Regions from separate parts of the Oryctolagus cuniculus genome. Here region 2 is linked to region 1. The links are chromatin contacts, called in public Hi-C maps. All regions are on one chromosome and are shown on one strand. The core of a region is the stretch at or near the end of the contact, and the rest is flanking DNA. Distances in the headings are between cores, read along the strand shown.

What was found. A called contact is a pair of places that touch in the nucleus more often than the background predicts.
Region 2: a Hi-C map of an unstated tissue shows a contact between it and region 1, with 4 times the contacts expected there. The contact joins two enhancer-like sites. A contact is called at or near these places in 3 of 6 Hi-C or Micro-C datasets (ear pinna, psoas muscle and an unstated tissue).

What each region holds. Positions count from the first base shown.
Region 1 is chrX:45,538,117-45,541,120 of mOryCun1.1, forward strand. No RefSeq gene overlaps it. Among named protein-coding and RNA genes, the nearest start is that of MSN, 46 kb to the right of the region's middle. Within about 2 kb of position 1,320, at least 4 of the 8 cell types and tissues checked have an H3K27ac peak or open chromatin away from gene starts, as enhancers often do.
Region 2 is chrX:45,625,281-45,628,473 of mOryCun1.1, forward strand. The region is part of intron 1 of MSN (moesin); the gene reads left to right. Among named protein-coding and RNA genes, the nearest start is that of MSN, 42 kb to the left of the region's middle. Within about 2 kb of position 1,696, at least 1 of the 8 cell types and tissues checked has an H3K27ac peak or open chromatin away from gene starts, as enhancers often do.

The DNA.
Region 1 (3,004 bases), core at 70-2,569:
TAAAAATACACTATTACAAGTAGCAGCAGTGGTGGCAGTGGTGGAATGAAGGCACAGAGGTGGGGCTAGGACGTTATGGAAAGCTTGGAAGCTTGTAGGGTAGGAGGTTAGGGTTGAAAAGGCCTTAGGGAATGGCTGGACCCTGCTTGGGCAGGAGAAGAAGAGGATAGAATGCCACAGAACATTATAAAAAGAACATGTCAGGGATGTAAGAAACCTGAAAGTGCATCAAGTCCAACCCTATCCTTCAGTTGGGGAAACTGAGGCCTAGGAAGGGGCTAGAACTTGACCTGGTTTATAATAGTGATCCAGGAGCAGAACAAGGTATGTTTTCTCTTGCAACTGGGATGGATGGTCAGATTTTTAACTAAGAGAGAGAGGGGGGAAGGGGCACAGAGTTTCCTGACCTTCTTAGTTATTCAATTATAGAATGGCAACTATGAATGTCGTAGTATGCACCTATTTCTGTAACAGAGAAGCCTATATCTGAATCCATCCTAAGCCTCTAGCACATAGTGCTGGGCAAAATGAGTCCATGGAGTTCTCAAAATTCAGTGACTGAGCCCGCAAATCCCTTAGACCTTAAGGCCTTCCCTGAATACTGAGTATGCCCAGTGTTCAATTTCTTTCTCATAGTTAGGTTCTAACTCCCACACTGAGATCACTCCTTTCTTCTGTCCAGGCATGAATTCTCTCTCCTCTGGGGAGGGTGGAGAGTAGATGGGGGATGCTGAAAAACAGCAATTTGAGCAGATCCTACCATTTGTTAAGAAATCTTTGTCTCATCAGTGAAAACTTCTTGGCCATGGAACTAACTTGGTCATACTCCACATCGCCCCAGATCTATCCATTTTGTCCATGGAAGAGCCCCCAGTGGTCCTGTCTCTGCCTAGCCTTAGAAAGCCTCCTGTTTCTGATGGCTGGGTGGGGAGAGCCAGTCTCTTAGCACACACTTCCTATCTGAATCCCCCTCATTCGGAAGGGCAGGGAAGTCGGTGGGTCAATCCCAGCCTGTGTTTGGCCTTATTGGGTGAAGCACCCATTTGTCTTCAGTGTTGGTCTCCTGCCTCAGCTAGCTAGGCCTGCACTTTCAGGTCAGACCCATAGAGGGCAGCCTCTGCCAGTTTATGAGAAATTTTTCTGGGTGTGGCCTCTCCCTCCACTTCCTTTTCAGTCCTCGTAAAATTCTAGAACTATAGGCTGTGAGAATCAGCGGGTGTGTTTAGACGCCTTATGTTCAGATCCCCTCATAACAAAGATACAGCAGCTAAGGCCCTCAGAAAGGGCACGACCAGGCTAAACTCAGATAATGATCCAGTCTCTAAGAGTCATGGACAGAACGCAGATTTCCTGAGTTCCAGGTCCAAATTCTTGAAACACACCGCTAAGCATCTAATCCAAATGTCTCATTTGATAGTTATGGAAACTGAGGCCCAGGAGAGAACTTATCTAACATTGTAAGTTGGTGTGCCAGAGCTAAGACTTGAGCCCTGGTCTTCTAAATCCCAGTTCAGCACTCGTGAAAGATAACATTAGGCATCTAGTTCAGTCTGCATTTTACAAAAGAGAAGTACGCAGACAGGGAATGCCATTTGCCTGAAGCGACAGAGTGAGTTTGGGACAGTCAGAGCTACAGCCCCAAGCTGGCTGTGGAACTCGACTGAGTGGAAATAGGGACTGGAAGTTTTAGTCAGTGACTTAAGAGCCTCTCAGTCTCAAAATTAAACAGCAGAGGTCAGGATGTAGTCCTCCCTTAAGCTGACCGTTGATTTTCAAAGGGGCTGAAATCGGGGGCACTGTGTGTGTATGCGTGTGTGTGTGTGTGTGTGTGTGTGTAGGGGAGGAATGTCCACCCCTGTTCTGCCCCCCAACACACACAGAAAAAAAAATTCTCTACAAAAGGCTCACCTCATTTCTCCCCTTGCAAGGCCTCCGGCTTTGAGAGTGAGAGGATGACTCACTCGGCGCCCACAGTCGCCGCGCCGGAGAACATAATTGCTAGCTGGGACATCACCATAGCACCCGGCCATCACATTTGCAGAGCGCTGTCTTGTTTTTGTCAGAGCTCTTTCCTATCTCTTTTTTTTTTCTTCACTGCAACTTCCCCAGGCCCCAGAGAGACAGATGAGGCAGATATCATTACCCTTTATTTGTAAAGCAGAAACTGATTTATGGCTGGTGGGCAAAGGGGAAGCCAAGCAGGTTTACAACAGACTGAGACTAAATCTCTTGATCCTTGGATTTCCAAGTTTCTGGAGTGTTTTGCATAAATATCTACAGGCCCAGAAGAGGCGTCAGTGTTCCCCCCCCACACCACCCACCACCAAGTGCCTGGTGGTGATTCCCTCCCTCACTTATTAATCACTGAGCTAGAGCCACACTCTGACTTAGGCTTTCGCTATATACAAAGCAGAGCCAGACCCTGTCCCTAAGCGTTCATAATCTGGATGTTGATTGGGTCACCACACCACCCATCATAAACCTGAGCCTCTCTTTTCCTCCTGGCATAATGACCTCAACAGTGCCTTTCAACTAATGGCACTGAACCAGGTTTATTCTCTTTGCAGAGCACTTGATTGAGAACACGGAGGCCAGCATTCTAGTTTCAGTTCTTCCATCATTGCCCCATGTAGGAGTGGACCAGTCCTTTCCTGTTTGTGAGTCTTAGTGTTCACATATGCAAAATGTTTGGATGAGAGGGTGGGAATATGGTTGCTAAGAACCCCTGGCTCAGATCATCTAGAAGCTGAAGAACCTTTGCTGTCTGTGGGCAGTGCCCTTTCTTTGGGTGAAAGGCTGGAAGGTAGGAGCCAGCTGGCTCTGTCATGAGACCTTTCATCCTTTCATCTTCTTCCTCAGTCCTGTGACCCCCTGCCCAAGGTGTGGGGAGGGGGACTTGAGATTTCTGAGGACCTCAAAGGAACCCCATTTCTACCTCTGCTCACCAGCAACATCCAGGAAGTCCCAGAACTATTTTTTCATTTGGAAGCTAGTCAACCAAATT
Region 2 (3,193 bases), core at 446-2,945, 88 kb after region 1:
TCCCATGAGCAATGGATGGAACTCAAGCTGGGGCTTGGATCAGCTCCAGGGTGCTTTGGAGATGTGATAGTGGAGGTTGCTGGGGTGTGTTCCTGAGCAGAGGCAGTAGAGCCCTCTTCTGGTGCCTGGGTAGAGCTGGCATCAGTCAGCAACCAAAAATCATAAATGTTTCCAGTCTACAAATACTTCCTGTGAAACTTGCAGGCAGGAAGCTGGGTCAAGCAGGAAATTGACTCAAGAGAGAGAAGCTCAGTTGGGTGTGGTCCCAGAGAAGGCTTTGCCCATTTAGAGATTTACTTTATTTAATGATGGGACCCTTTTATTTTAGCACTTGTGAAGTTTTATGGGAATTTTAAGAGTCTGTTTTTGGCCGCCTGGGGACAAACTTTTTCCTCACATTCCCTACCTCTTTGCCTGTTCTGTGCCTTCCTCAACCCCCAGTTAGGAGGTTTGTTGTGCCCGATGCCTAGGGACTTCCCAACAGTTGCTATCCAAGAGTTTGCAAAGGAAGCTGTCCTGGAAACAAGGCGTTTCTGAGTTTCCTTTCATGGTGTTATAAAAGACCTAGCCTCCCTTGAGTGGGTGCTGGTCAATCAATGCCTTAGAGTCTGAACATTAGAACTGTCCTCTGTTGAAAGCTACAATTCCAATCAGTGCCAGATTGGAGTTTTTCATGAAAGTAAAATGATCTAGTCTCTTCCACATAGTCTCTTTAGAGCAACAGTCTAATGGTTTGGGATTCTGCACTATTTATTGTCTTGGAGAACAAGGATGAGAAGTGCAGGAGGAAGAAGCCAGATGAGATTCCAGGATGACTGAATTGAGAGGGAATGGTCTTGCTAAGGAGGTGGGGAGGGGTAAGGGTAGGGGTGGGGTTGCTGCAGGGCAAGGAAAGATGAGCTGACTTTTGAGGTTTGGTTTGATTGAGCTGCTTTGAAAGTAAGGCCTGGAGTTAGGTGCAGACACTAAGGAGCTAATTTCCTACCTGACTTTCACATGCAGAGAGAAAAAGAGGGAGACTGTACTTGAGTCTAGGGTTGTGCAAAAGGCCCTACAAGTAAGGCTTGATTCATGAAGAAGCCGCAGCTTGCTAAAGTGACATCATCATTTCTGATTTTTTCAGCTTTGGCCTCTGCTCTGAGCTTTCCTCTCACAGTGACAACGTAGTTATGTTCTTCTGGCTAAGAGGGGTTAGTGTCCCAAACGTATGGTAATTGGAGAAGTAACAGTCTCCAGTATGCCCTTATCTCCCCATTGAAATACTCCTTGGGGATCTTTTGGAGAACATGGCTGGGTCAAAGCCAATGATGTAGGAGCAGTTGAAGAACTACTGCTGGCCCATTAAGGTGTGGGTGCAGGTGCGATTGGGTGTATTTCTCCTTTCAAGAAGTTACTGGGAAAAGGCACAGGCATAGGAAAGGTTTACCCCAGGCAAGTCTTGAGGCAACTCTTACAGGCTGTGTTAAGGGTCTGGAAATGGGCAGAAAGAGACCATAGAGGATAACTGTACCAGGCACGACCTCTCAGTCTATAGGGAAGAGGCTAAGTTATTGGGGAATGAGTTAGAGGAGGAGGAGGAGGAGGAGAAGGGTTAATAGCTCCTAGGTTAGAGATTCAAAGCAACCCTTGTCCCCCCTCCCCTCCCCTTAAGGAAAACAGCTGCTTCAGGCAGTGCTGTCATCCTAAGAGGCAAGACAGACCAGGCCCTGCTCTGCCCTGCCCTGCCCTGCCCTGCCCTGGCAGCAGGAAATGGTGGGTGCTGGAGCCTAAATAACAGGAATTGGCCTCCAGGTTGATGAAGCGGTTTGGGGGACACTATGGTGACTACTTTCTGGCCAGGGAAGAGATTGGAGTTTTGGGGTTGCCCTGGTAGGGCTTGTCCTACCTCTGGCTCCCATTCTTCACTTAGGCTTGCATTCCTTTCTACACCCGCAGCCCCACTAAAAGCCCAGAGGGAGTGGGCACTTGGGGAGACTGGGGAGGTGGCAGGTGGGAGGTGAGGTCATTGAGCTCAGACTCAACTGGGCTGACTCATAAGTTCTGCCCCAGGGAGACAAGGGGGCCTTCCCAAGCCATGCTTCCCAGATGTGCCCAGGCTCCCTATGCCAGAGACTTTGGGCCTTGGCCAAAATACTTGCCAAGGCGGTGTCTGAAGACAGCAGTGAAATCAGCATGACTAGAGAGGTGGGTGGAGTTGTGGAAGGAGCTCCAAGAATGTCCAGAAGACCTGCCTCCACCGCTTGCTAGCTGAGTAAATGTGGCCTCAGTGATGTTAAGTGAGATTGTGGGTGATGGGGCTGGCATGCAGCGTGCATTCAGTAAATGGCCGTTTCCATCCTTCATCTGCCTCTATGCCCTTCAGTTTTCTCATCTCTGAAGTGGGTCTGATAATGCTCGTCCCCTCCGGCTTGGAGTTCCATGCTTCAGGCAAGTTAGTGGTGAACATGTCACTCTCCCCCTTTCTCTCTGCGTTCCCTTCTGATTCTGACCAGGAAAGTCACCTTACATTTTAGTGACAAGGGGCAAGGGAGGGGAAACCATTCATTGCTAGATTCCCTCACTGGCACTGGGCCATTATCTGGGTGTCCTTGGCTTTAGAGAAAGAGAGGGGTCACTTATTGGAGGCTGATCAGGAGTAGAGGCCAAAGTACCACAGCTGCTGCTGCTAAGGCAGAGGTAACATATGGCCTGGTTATTTTATGTCTCAGGCCAGCCAAGTGGGGACACAGATAAGATCCCAGTTCATTGAAGCCTTTGGATGGTGGACCACTGAGATAGATTTGTCAGTGCTCAGAGAAGGGATTGGTGTGGGAAATGTCTGTTCAATTGTTTAATAAATGACAGTGGGTTTATTGTTCTTGGGCTATGAGTGGGAAGGCTAGTGTGTGTGAGAGGATGACACCCCTCCCCCAAGCACCCAGACACTTTTTTCTTTTTGGTTGTTGTTGTTCCTTAAACTCTTGATGTTCTCTAGAGACACAGTGTTTGACCTCAGGCTGTGCTAAGTCCTCAAACCCAGCTTAGGCAGGGATTAGCTGTATAAACAGTTCTTTTCTGGGGACTGCATCTTGAAATGCTACCCCACCCTGGTGTGCATCTCTGATTCCTGCCCAGCTGAGGGGCTGCCTGGGAGCTATTTGATGACTTTGGAGGCTTCCTTTTAAGGCCCTGGCTTCCCACACTAGACCAACCA